Linked DNA regions of Mus musculus: all the other regions are linked to region 1. Evidence: chromatin contacts called from public HiChIP or PLAC-seq and promoter capture Hi-C data. All regions are on one chromosome and are shown on one strand. The core of a region is the stretch at or near the end of the contact, and the rest is flanking DNA. Distances in the headings are between cores, read along the strand shown.

Evidence for each region. HiChIP or PLAC-seq counts read pairs in DNA pulled down with a chosen protein or histone mark. Capture Hi-C pulls out chosen DNA fragments and counts their contacts.
Region 2: a promoter capture Hi-C map of adipose tissue shows a contact between it and region 1. The contact joins the promoter of Haus6 here to the promoter of Acer2 in region 1. A contact is called at or near these places in 13 of 39 promoter capture datasets (the C10 cell line, the HPC-7 cell line, cranial neural crest and 9 more), 3 of 484 Hi-C or Micro-C datasets (CD4 T cells, LSK cells and regulatory T cells), 4 of 115 datasets of contacts at active chromatin or transcription factors (the SCID.adh cell line, embryonic stem cells, memory CD8 T cells and 1 more) and 3 of 9 other capture datasets (adipose tissue, liver and pancreatic islet).
Region 3: a promoter capture Hi-C map of liver shows a contact between it and region 1. The contact joins the promoter of Saxo1 here to the promoter of Acer2 in region 1. A contact is called at or near these places in 5 of 39 promoter capture datasets (the 3T3-L1 cell line, fetal liver, liver and 2 more), 2 of 484 Hi-C or Micro-C datasets (the G1E-ER4 cell line and rod photoreceptor), 1 of 115 datasets of contacts at active chromatin or transcription factors (T-cell acute lymphoblastic leukemia) and 1 of 9 other capture datasets (liver).
Region 4: a contact with region 1 is called in an H3K27ac HiChIP or PLAC-seq map of double positive thymocytes, with 4 times the contacts expected there. The contact joins the promoter of Rraga here to the promoter of Acer2 in region 1. A contact is called at or near these places in 6 of 39 promoter capture datasets (the HPC-7 cell line, hematopoietic stem and progenitor cells, liver and 3 more), 7 of 484 Hi-C or Micro-C datasets (CD4 T cells, CD8 T cells, the G1E-ER4 cell line and 4 more), 16 of 115 datasets of contacts at active chromatin or transcription factors (CD4 single positive thymocytes, the SCID.adh cell line, bone marrow-derived dendritic cells and 12 more) and 3 of 9 other capture datasets (adipose tissue, liver and macrophages).

Annotation. Positions count from the first base shown.
Region 1 is chr4:86,872,988-86,876,042 of GRCm38.p6, forward strand. It overlaps Acer2 (alkaline ceramidase 2), which reads left to right and starts at 1,427. Exons shown (of 6, transcript NM_139306.3): 1 at 1,427-1,609. The coding sequence starts at 1,502.
Region 2 is chr4:86,610,380-86,613,349 of GRCm38.p6, forward strand. Haus6 (HAUS augmin-like complex, subunit 6) reads right to left here and starts at 1,676. Exons shown (of 17, transcript NM_173400.3): 1 at 1,307-1,676. The coding sequence starts at 1,434.
Region 3 is chr4:86,556,851-86,559,879 of GRCm38.p6, forward strand. Saxo1 (stabilizer of axonemal microtubules 1) reads right to left here and starts at 1,453. Exons shown (of 4, transcript NM_001081096.1): 1 at 1,125-1,453. The coding sequence starts at 1,165. Saxo1os (stabilizer of axonemal microtubules 1, opposite strand) reads left to right here and starts at 1,594. Exons shown (of 2, transcript NR_131920.1): 1 at 1,594-1,915; 2 at 2,647-2,954.
Region 4 is chr4:86,574,060-86,577,044 of GRCm38.p6, forward strand. Rraga (Ras-related GTP binding A) reads left to right here and starts at 1,614. Exons shown (of 1, transcript NM_178376.3): 1 at 1,614-2,985. The coding sequence starts at 1,860. The coding sequence ends at 2,801.

The DNA of each region.
Region 1 (3,055 bases), core at 177-2,676:
GCTTGCATGAAACCCTGTTTCAAAAAAAAATCAAAAATAAAAATGTTGCAAATGATAAATAATGTTACAGTACTAACAAGAAACATTTTGATCACGTGGACCACAAATTCAGAAAATTGCCATACACAGTAACTGTTTTATATCATATTGGATAGATAGATAATGGATAGTTTTTCTTTCCAGGATTACAAGCTTGTGCCACTACACCCAGCTTATTTTTGCCTAAGCTATCGGGAGGAGAAAAATATGATCACATGAGAAAGCAGTTCTGCTGGACCAGCTGGTGTTGAATATACAACAGTGGGGGAGCCATTACTGTGCAGGGAGCCCTTATAGTGCATTTTTCGTTTGTGGCTCTGGCCTGCTCACTCCTGCTAGCCTGTAACTGACCCTAGAAGGAGGTCACAGTCTATGTTCTTCTTCTTGGGTTCCAGAAGACCTTCAGTAGAACCGGCTCTAGAGAAGGGAGAGGGGACAGAAGGTGGGATAATGAGGTCACAGGAGTGGTTTGGCCTGTAAGGAATAAAGCTGGATTTCGTAAACAGGAGGTGGAGACTGGCAGCTTCTGCCAGCCGTGGAGACAATGGCTGTGTGGGTGTCTGAGGAAGAGAAAGGTAGAAAGGTTAACAGAACCCGCTACCCAGGATGCCACCGGGGACACCTAATGAGTGACATATGAACGAACACTCTCTCAACAGTGCCCAGCTCATAATACTATATGTACTATATACAACTATGTATGTATTACGTTCTGTACTTGTGTGTTCTTACCTGCATCTTCTGTGGGTTGGGATGGCCGAAGGTTTCCCCAAGTCTTATGTTACCCATAAATGACTAAACATTCAGTACTACAGAAATGCTCTCCTGGTGTGGGTGGCCCAGGATGCTTGGCAGGGTCCAGAGAACCTGTTGCTACAGCCTTGAGAATCTTTTTATCCTAGCCAGCAACGAATTGGGTCTGGTAAAGCTGTTCTGCCTTCAAGAGGAACAAGAATATTCCTTAGGCGTGAGAATTGGTGTCCCTAGTGCAGTGAAGAAAATTGCTGCGAACTACCCCGGAGTCCAAAGAGGTCCGGGTCTCTGTGCGTTTTTCCGTACTTTACATTTTTACAAAGGGTAGGGGCCGTTTTGGCGTTCTTTACACAACCTGGACGCACGCGGACAAGAGCGACTCCGAAGACCTTTGCCACCAACCACGGTGGAACCGGAGAGTCCCGACTTCCACCCCAGCCCCGGTCCTACCCTTGGGGGTTCCCCAAGCCTGTCAGGTCCCGCCCCGGGTGGGCGTGGCCGCCGTGCTCCGGGACTCCGGGGGGCGGGGCTGGGGCGTGAGTGTCCCGGCGGTGGCAGGCGGGCACAGCCCGGCTTGGGAGGGCCGCGGGGAGGCGCCGTATCCGGAGGCTGTCCCGCACCGCATAAAGCCACAGACGCACAGTGTGCCTCGCAGCCGCTCGGGCCGGTCGCCGCTGCAGAGAAGCTGCTCCGATGCTCCAGAGCGGCCATGGGCGCCCCGCACTGGTGGGACCACCTGCGGGCTGGCAGTTCGGAGGTGGATTGGTGCGAGGACAACTACACTATCGTGCCTGCCATTGCCGAGTTCTACAACACGGTGCGGGACGCGGGGAGCGGCGGGGCAGGTGGGCGGAGGGAGGGAGCTATCCCCGTGTCTGTGGCGCCTGGAAGCAACCGTGGACGTCCGTGGCAGATTCACTCCACGCCCCCTTCTCCGGGCGCTTCTTCCAGCTCCATTTCTGCACTCCTCTCCGGTCCCTTTCCAGAGCTCCTCCAGCTCTTCCTGTCATTTTCTTCTTTATGGCTCTATTGTCTTGTTTGGCTCCTGTGCTCCGGGATCCAAGGGTCCGCATCAACCCATTTTTTCCAGTTTGGGTCATTTAGGGACGTGAGCTCACAGGGGCAGCTCCCTTTTTTCTGCCTAGGATCTTTGTGGCGTGACGCACCTGGGTCTCATTGTGCGTTTTTTTTTTTTTTTTTTTTTTTTTTTCCTCTGAGTACCTGTTTTGGGCTCCCTAGGAAAGGGGAGCCCTGGACATGTCCAGGGCTGGGTCCACTCTCACAAATCGGCAAGTCCTTTTCACTAAACTATGACAATGTTGATCTAATTATTTTCGTCCAGAATCAAGTAACTTCCTATGAGTTCTTTTTCTTGTTGCTTTTAGAGTCCAGTTTTGAGCCAGCTCCTAGTGGTGACTGTGAAGTCTAGGAGTGATAGCTGTGGGTTTTCTGGACTTGCCTAGGTCCCTAGATATGGACAAGCAGAAATTTACAGAATTCCTGGGATTTTGTTCTTTGCGAGAGGGAAGGATTGTCCCTAGGAGAGGAAATGTTTCTGCTTTTTCCCCCTGAACCCATCCATCCCTCAGGACTCTGGTATCCAATGTGACTTTGCATGGTCATTTTTCTGGCTTATCTTTTTTTGCTGTTCAAACAGAGAAAACAGGAACTCTTTGAGTCATTGTGAGTTTGAGATTGCTATTTAGGATTTTTTTTTTCCCCTTTCGGATTTCTGGAAAGAATGTTCTCAGCAAGAATCAAGCATTATTGCCTGGATAGACCCCTAGTCCCTTTTATGCCCCTGTCCTTTACTTTTGATCCCCCAACTCCCGTTTTTGTTCGTATTACTAGGCTATTGAGCAGTGAGCTGTCATGCCCATGTGCTGCTATGTCTGCGACTGACCCAGAATTCTCCACCGTGCCTTATCCAGGGCTTTTCCTCCACACCCACTTCTTAGTTGCTCAATGAAACCAGACCTTTGACATTCAGAGACATAGGGAAAGATCTAGTTAGTGAAAGTGGCCACATGTTCCCTATTATCCAACCTGGTGGGGTATTTATGATGCTCTCTACATAGACAGGCACCATCAGAAGAGGCCGGAGCAGGGCAGCTGGGGTAGCTGAGAAGATCCACCAGCAGTATCAAGTGGAGAACCGCTGAGAAACGCTAAAGGTTTCACTAGAGTCAAGGAATGACAGGCTGGATCATTCACCCCCTGGCACTCTCCTGTGGAGTGTGAGAGCTCTCAGCCAGGGTTAGCC
Region 2 (2,970 bases), core at 426-2,925, 260 kb before region 1:
TAAGCAAGAGAGGCAAACAGAGCTGGAGGCCATGGTATATAATCATCCATCTCAAAGGAAAAAAATGGGGGAGCATCCTTTAGTATGCAAATTTACTTTCGTCCCTAATAGTAAAATTACATGTATGCCATGGAATTGCTTTAAAATAACATGTATAACCTACTACAAGTGAATGATTGCATACTATCATATACCTACTTAACTGAGGTTGCATAAAAATGTCTAAAGCATCAAAAAACAAAACAAAGTTAATTTAACTAGGGATGGTTGGTGGGACGTTTTAATCCCCAGCACATAAGAGGCAAGGGCAGGCTGGTATCTGAGTTCAAGGCTAGCCTGTCCACAAAAAGAGGTCCAGAAGCCTTGTCTTGAAAAATAAACAAACAAACAAAAACAAAAATCAAACAAAAGACAAAATTCATTGAGACTGGAGAGATGTCTCAGGTTACTAACAGTGTCTGCGCCTCCAAAAAGACACGGGTTCAATTCCCAGAATCCACATGGCAGATCTAAACTGTAACTCCAGTCCCAGAAGATCTGACAACCTCACACAAGACATACAAGCAAGCAAAACAGCAATCTGGAGGAGCAAGGCGATGGAATTAAAATCCCAGCACACCTCCCATTACTACAGAGAGGGGGGTTTTGTCTCAAAATAAAAATAATAGTAGCCGGGCGGTGGTGGCGCACGCCTTTAATCCCAGCACTTGGGAGGCAGAGGCAGACGGATTTCTGAGTTCAAGGCCAGCCTGGTCTACAAAGTGAGTTCCAGGACAGCCAGGGCTATACAGAGAAACCCTGTCTCGAAAAAAAAAAATAGTAATAATGGTGATGATGGTGATATAGTAATAATAGAATCATTCTTTCCATTAAATTATAAGGAGGAAAGGGGGCCTGAAACCGGAAGCTCGTGTCTAAAGTATACAAATATAAACAAAGTATTTCTTTTTGTGATCGCAACCATAACTGAAGTGGCAAAGGAAAGGGTATCGGCTTTTGATTTTCATTCCCACACATTATTATGTTTTTGCTAGCTGTAACATGTTTTAGTTCGGATTCAAAGTTTAAACCCACAGTTAACTACTTATAAGATGTTTGCATATATAGTTCCCCGACGCCTCCCACCAACTACAGACCACGAAGGCAGGGTTAAGCGGGCCCGCCGTTGTGCCTCAACTGCAGAGCACGCCTCTAAAGCGTCCCGCACCCGCATCCCTTACACTGGTGACGACCAGTCCCCCACCACAGGGTTCTGCCGCCAGTGACTGGACGCCAAGGACCGCGCCACCGCCCCAGATCTCCTTACTCTCCAAGGTGCGCGTGCGGCACCATCTTCCCGCCGAACGTGATGCTGGAGCTCGGATCCAAGCCCAGCGCCTGCAGGTACATCCAGAGATGCTGCTTCTCGAAAGCGGAGTCCCGGGCCGAGCTCATGCTTTCCACGGGCAGGGCGACTGTGACGGAGGAAAACGAAGGCACCGAAGCCGTGAGGACCCTTGGACCCCTCCTACAGGCATCCCGGGGTGACGACAACCCCTCTGCGGCGGCCGCCCGCTGCCTCCTCTCCGAGAGCCATCCCACCACAAAAGGCCGAACGCGCCCAGAAAAACAGACAGTGACTGCAGCGCTCCACGCAAACCAAGACTCCCGCGCTTGCGGAAGACTACACTGCGCAGGCGCAGGCGCAGTCCCGACTTCCGGGACTGGTCTTCCTAAGAGGACTCAATCTCCCACCATGCAATGCATCCCTGTCTCCGGGCACATGAAGTCCCTGAGAGAAACTATAAGACCCACAAAGCATTGCGTGACCAGCCAATTGCCCCAAGGTCCGGAAACCGGGTGTTTTCTAGAGCCCTCCCGGCCTTAGTTCCGGATTCTTTGCGTTTTAGGTTTCTGTTGCTCGGGTTGTGATTGCTGTTCAGTAAAAGCTACATTGTAGCTCCTTATAGTGAGTGATGCAGGTGTATGGCCCTAAACAAATCATCTTTTCCTTTATTTTAAGACAGGGTCTTGTCCGGTGGAGGCAGCGGTGTACTCCTTTAATCCCAGTACTCAGAGGAGAAGAACTTTGTTAGTTCGAGAACACTACTGATTTCCGGGACAGCCAGAGCTACACAAAGAAACCCTGTCTCGAAATAAAACAAAGCAAAACCAAAAAGGCAGGATCTTGCTATGTAGCTCTAACTTTATGTAGCGCAGTCTGGCGTCGAAGACTGTACCTGCCTTCCTACTATATGAATTAATGGGCAAGAGTCACAGGGGCCGATGGAGTTGTTCATTGATCACCTCATCTAGAGTGCTTGGCAAAATTTTTATTATCAAATGTTTCTTTGGTCGTGGAGGTTGCAAGTCGAGATTTCTTTTAGCCTCCTCTGGCCTTGAACTCCCTTCCCAAAGGAAGATGACCCTGAATTCCTAATTCTGGAATGCTCTCCATCTTTGTGGGAGGCACCACCAGCCATACTTCAACTTGCTGTACTAGAAATCTGTCTCTCACCGGGCAGCACTTGGGAGGAGAAGACAGGCGGATTTCTGAGTTGCAGGCCAGCCTGGTCTACAGAGTGAGTTCCAGGACAGCCAGAGCTATTCAGAGAAACCCTATCTCGAATAACAACTACAACAAAGTCTGTCTCTCTGCTGAGTGTCAGGAGTCATAATGGGACAAGCATCATCCTGAAGTGGTCTACTTCGGATTATTAGATGACCTGCGACAGGTGCACCCTTATTAAGCAAGGCTGTAAGGAATTCATTTTAGGGAAGATTCCTGCTATTAATATTGCTTTTCCTGTTATTATTAAAAATATATAACAATCACTAAGTAGTAGCACACCCCTTTGGAGCAGATCTCTGCAGATCCATGAAGATGTATTGTCTTGTAGTGATGCCATATAGACAAATAGATGACTTAAGTCATCATGATGATCCTATAAGAATTCCTAAAATTTTATCTGTGATTATTAAGCTCATTTT
Region 3 (3,029 bases), core at 203-2,702, 320 kb before region 1:
CTGATGGGACTGTCCTTAGAGATTGCTCATGAACAGCTGGAGCAATGACACCTATTTTAAAGTTCCCAGTCCACTCTAATGAGCACTGATTCCTGAGAATTCAAAGTCTTCTGTTTTCAGAGTGTCCTCTTAACCTATTCTCCCAAATACAATAATTTTGTTATTTCATGTAACATATGTAGCTGTAAAATCCTTTGCAGATCTTAGGGTATTAACAGAATAGATAGAATCCATGTGCATAGACATACACCCTATCCCTTCACTTGTAATAGTCCTGTGAGGAGAGTATTCCTAGGGAAATTTGAATGGGGAGACGTTCGGTTCCTAGCCCAGATCCCACATTTAGTGACAACCCCAGAGGGCTAGTCCCCGAGGCCACTCCTTTCACTTGGTCTTAGCCAGAAGCCTGGGAAGCAAGTTTATGTACTGCCCCTTCTGCTATCCCCTGGCTGGCACAGCCCTGCAGTTCCCTAGCTGTCCTGGCAAAGCAGCCAGAAGGACCATCTCAGAGACCGCAGCCCAACGTTCCTCTCCAAAACCCTGCCTTCACTGTGCTTTGCACCATCATGGCCCTGAAGACAAGGGGCAGAAAGGCATCCTGCCCAAAAACTACAGCGAACTCGCCCCTGGATTAGCTATTTATTTCAACACTGCAACAGTTGGTGCCCGTGCACTATGGCTCCCAAAGTACCAATTTCTGTAAGTGAGAAACTCACCCACACAAAAGAACTATTGTTCTAACAATTGCAACAGAAGAAACAAGACCGGCCCCAGCCTGTCCAGGGTTTCCATCATGTCTTAACAGCATGTAGACAAGGCTGGGCCCAGCCCACTCTCAAAGTGCCTGAATCTCTACCCTGCAGAAAACACACACGCGCACACACACACACACACACACACACACACACACACACTACCTGATCAGCGCTGATTCGACATGTGTGCATCAAATATTAGTCAACAATGTTGCAGTTTAAAACCCGAATCCAGTGCGATGCTGCCTAGCGAAGCAGCGGGATGAAGAAGACACATCCTGTCTTCGTTCCAGGAAAGGGGCTTGGCACCCTAGGGAGTGTGAAAATCAGGCTCCCCTCCCCAGATTGCCCTTGGGAGGACTACCTTACCCGCAGGAGCACAGGTTGCAGATGCAAGTCCTCTTCCCCATCCTTCACCTCGGACTTTCCACTAAGGCAATCGCCTAGAGGATCCCAGCTGCCTGGGACAACGATCACACTTCTTCGGTGCCTTGACCGATGCTGTTTTGCTCAGAAGGAAACTTAGGTGGCCCTTTTGCAAAATTCTGTAGTCTATTCCTTTCCTGAGGCTGGCCTTGGGCAAACAGGCAGCACTTAGCACAGACAGCAAGCCAGGCCGGCTCACGTCTGTAAGCTGCTGCCACTGCGGCCAGTGGGAAGCACCCACCTGCCAGCACAGCCTGGCCCCTGCAAGCCACAGGGCCCAGGACTGAGTCCTCTATGACCTTCAAAGTCACAGAGGAGGGCATCTTGAGGTGGCAATGACATCATAAGGGCCTCCTGTGAGGTCAGACTTCACCTAGTATCTCACCTGGCAGACCCAAGACAGGGACTCTCCCACTGGAACTTGGAAGGAAGATGGAAGATACCTTGGAGGGCTTTAGGAAGCCTCCGAGTCCCAGAGTTAACCAACAGCACGGTCACATAATGCAAAGACAATGAAAAGTATCTTGTCGGGTGGCACTTTCCATCCCTAGGACACATTGTCCGTCTGGAGGAAATGCATGCCCGGACCTCCAGAATATTGACCCTGAATTCCATCTCCAGATCTTCCTGGAAAATCTATACCTGGCTGCCTGCATCTTGGAATTGCTTTCAACCACAGGCCTCTGCTTTTGAGAACAAAGCAGCATGAGAGGGTCCAGCCCTCTATTGCTCAGGTAATGACGCCTAGAAGCAGGGACGTCTCAAATGTTAGCAGCATCAGAACCTCAAGGCTTGACAAAAATCAGATTGCCAGACCCCACCCTGAGTTTGTTGTTTCTGAAATATGGGTTCCAGAAAACACGTGTCTCTTACAAGTTTTTAATGATGCTACTGATGCTGGCCCAGAGCCCACACTTCAAGGAGCGCAGCTATGGAGCTTCTATTGTGGCCTCTGACCTCTCTTCCCTAATATCTAAGCCGGTCCTGAAAACCACTGCAGACCTCTGCCCTGGAATCTCCTGTATCAAATAACCACCAGTCAGAGCACATGATGGCTTCAGCCTGTGATCCCGGCACAGACTGAGGCAGGAGGGTTGCTGCAAGGTCAAGGCCAGCCTGGGCTACAAAGTGAGACTTCACTCTATTTCAAAGCAGTGAAAACAACTATTCTGGGAATTGTGTTTTCACAAGATAGCAGCTTACTCTGACAATAAAACAAAGTCAAGGGCCTCTGCTCTCGAGCTGGGTGTGGCAGCACAAGTCTAGAATTCCAGCATCTGGGGCAAGGAGGCAAGTTCTGGGCTACATGGCTCTCCCTTTCTCAAAAGCAAGCAAAAGAAGTGCGGTAGCATACCATACAGTCTACTACTATAGGAGAATGTTTGGACTTAAACATTACTGTTTCTTTTTGTTGCTTTTATTTATTTTATTTTATTTTATTTTATTTTACATTTGCTTATCGCAGGTTCTGGGTAAAGAGAGCCATGTGGGCCAAGACTCATGTGGAGATCAGAAGACAACCTGGAGAAGTTGGTTTCCTCTTTCTACCATGTGGACCAGAGAGCTGGAATTGATGTTATCAGTGTGAGCTTCGAGTGTCTGAAGAGTCATGGATTGCAGCAGTGCTGAGCTGCTGTGTGCTCTGAGTTCTTTCTTCCATCGCAGACTAAAAACCGAAGTCAGCAAACCACTGCCAGCTGCTGGAATTCCACTGGTACCTGGTTGATAGGGCCCATACAGGAATACCACTTACTGATCAGTCTTAAGTACAGCAAAGTTATTTCTTGCCTTTCTGGTTAAAGGGAATATAGAAATGTGAAATGGGGAGGGAGGAAACCTCAGAGAAAT
Region 4 (2,985 bases), core at 364-2,863, 300 kb before region 1:
TTACTTTGTCTGCCACTCAATTAGACATAACTTTCAAACAAGGTGCTTTCTTCTACAAACTAACTTTACCTTCACTGTTTGGGATTAAAAGTGTGTTCTAAGGGCATATCTGTATTCTAACCAGAGGAATTAAAGGTGTGTGCTATGACTGAGCCACATCACAACTAGAAATCGTTTTTTTGTTTTTGTTTGTCTTTTAGTAAACAATACACTCTCAGGGTTCAGTGTGATCAAATATCCTGCAACAATGATTACTTTTAAATTGTCTTTTTTTATGTATATGAGTACACTGTAGCTACACAGATGCTTGTGAGCCTTCATGTGGTTGTTAGGAATTGAATTCTGGACCTCTGCTCACTCCAGCCCAGAGATTTATTATTATAGATAAGTACACTGTTGCTGTCTTCAGACACACCAGAAGAGGGCATCAGATCTCATTACGGGGTGGTTGTGAGCCACTATGTGGTTACTGGGATTAGAACTCAGGACCTTCAGAAGAGCAGTCAGTGCTCTTACCCGCTTAGCCATCTTGCCAGCCCACTTTTGAATTTTCTTGCATATTGTAAACATTATTTATGTAAATTCATATTTTGCCTGTGTGTCTATGCATCATATGCATGCAGTGCCCACAGAGGTTGAAAGAAGGCATCATCCCCTGGACTGAAGTTACAGTTTCAAGGAGTCACAGTGGTGCTGGGAAGCAAACCCAGGTTCTCTGGAAGAGCAGTGTGTGTGTGTGTGTGTGTGTGTGTGTGTGCACCATATCTGTGCGGGAGACCATGGCTTAAATGATAAGCTATGTCTCTAGCCCCAACATCCAATTTTTGAATGAATAAGTGAGAAAATGTCTTCATTGGTACAGTGTAGTATACAACCTGGAAAGGGCTTTACAATAAGGATGCAGTGTCCTAATTTAGGAATATGACGTGCCCTGGTAATTCTACTGACTCAGCCTCAACTTACTGGATGACACTGCTTATCTCTTCTTAAAGGCTTGAGGCCATGTGGCCTATGGCTAAGTGAGCAGACCTTCTAAGGCACTCAGACTCGTTAACCCCCTCAGGTTTGAAAACAGTTGTTCACACGGTAACCGTGAGGACGAAGCTATTGCATGGTGTTCCATATTACCCTCTACTCGAGTTTTGGATTCTAATTACACATTCTCAAGCTGAGGTAAAAAGAACAAGGAATCAGGATGTCTCCCTGGTAAGGAACTGCCTAGCCCTGGGCAATTAGTTTTTCGAAATCTCTTTCTGCTGGTTTTCATTTGTCATCCCCGCTCCTCTACCTGCCTGATTGTCAAGCCTACAGCACTATTATCTCTCTGAGGTGATAATGGCAGTGGGCGTGTGAGGACTTTTGGCCACGCGGGGGCAGCATTCTCCCTCCCAGGTTCACTCGACCCCTTCTGCAAAGACCCAGGGCAACCCAAGCAGAACAAAACCCCAGCGTGGGCTCGCCCTTTCATTTTAACTCGCTGTGCGCTAGATTGCAATGGAAGAAGCAGTTTCTTAGAATTCCAAGGGTCTCAAAGGAGTAGCCGACGTTCTCGCGATGTCGCCACCGGAAGTGGGTGGCGGCAGGCCCTCGGAGTTCTCGCGAGATGCCGGCGGGAAGTGGGTGGCGGCCGGGCCGAAGCTGATCACATCACTGGTCTGCTCTCGCTAGCTCGGAGCGGCTGTGGCCATTGCCTCGGGCGCTGTTTTCTGAGACCTCGCCTCGCCGCGGTCTTTCCTGCCCCCAGCTCGCGTGCACGGCCTCCGCTGCCGGTCGGTGCTCGGTGTCCCGCCGTCCCCATCCTTGGTCGGTCCGCCGTTAGGCCGTGCCTCAGGCCCAGTCCGTGGCGACGCCGGCAGGTGATGCCCAATACAGCCATGAAGAAAAAGGTGCTGTTGATGGGAAAGAGCGGGTCGGGGAAGACCAGCATGAGGTCGATCATCTTTGCAAATTATATTGCGCGCGACACTAGGCGCCTGGGTGCCACCATCGACGTGGAGCACTCCCACGTCCGATTCTTGGGGAACCTGGTGCTGAACCTGTGGGACTGTGGCGGCCAGGACACCTTTATGGAAAATTACTTCACCAGCCAGCGGGACAACATCTTCCGTAATGTGGAGGTTCTGATATACGTGTTTGACGTAGAGAGCCGCGAACTGGAAAAAGATATGCATTATTACCAATCGTGTCTGGAAGCCATCCTCCAGAATTCACCTGACGCCAAAATCTTCTGCCTGGTGCACAAAATGGATCTGGTTCAGGAAGATCAACGTGACCTGATTTTTAAAGAGCGAGAGGAAGACCTGAGGCGTTTGTCTCGCCCGCTGGAGTGCGCTTGTTTTCGAACGTCCATCTGGGATGAGACGCTCTACAAAGCCTGGTCCAGCATCGTCTATCAGCTGATCCCCAACGTTCAGCAGCTGGAGATGAACCTAAGGAATTTTGCCCAGATTATTGAGGCTGATGAAGTTCTGCTGTTCGAGAGAGCTACGTTCTTGGTGATTTCCCACTACCAGTGCAAAGAGCAGCGAGATGTGCACCGCTTTGAGAAGATCAGCAACATCATCAAGCAGTTTAAGCTGAGCTGCAGTAAATTGGCCGCTTCTTTCCAGAGCATGGAAGTGAGGAATTCTAACTTCGCTGCCTTCATCGACATCTTTACATCAAACACGTACGTGATGGTGGTCATGTCAGATCCATCCATCCCTTCTGCAGCTACTCTGATCAACATTCGTAATGCCAGGAAACACTTTGAGAAGCTAGAAAGAGTAGATGGGCCCAAGCACAGCCTCCTCATGCGTTGAAATAATGCCAAATGCTCTTTAGTAAAATGCTGAATTACGGTGTTTTTTTTTTTTTTGCATCATTTGTCTTTAATATTCATAATGTCATGTGCTTAAAAGTGAGCTTGAAACGTGTGCTTACTATCTCATCTCTTCCCTAGTCTTAGTATTGGACGCTATTTACTCAGCTATCAAGTAGAGATCT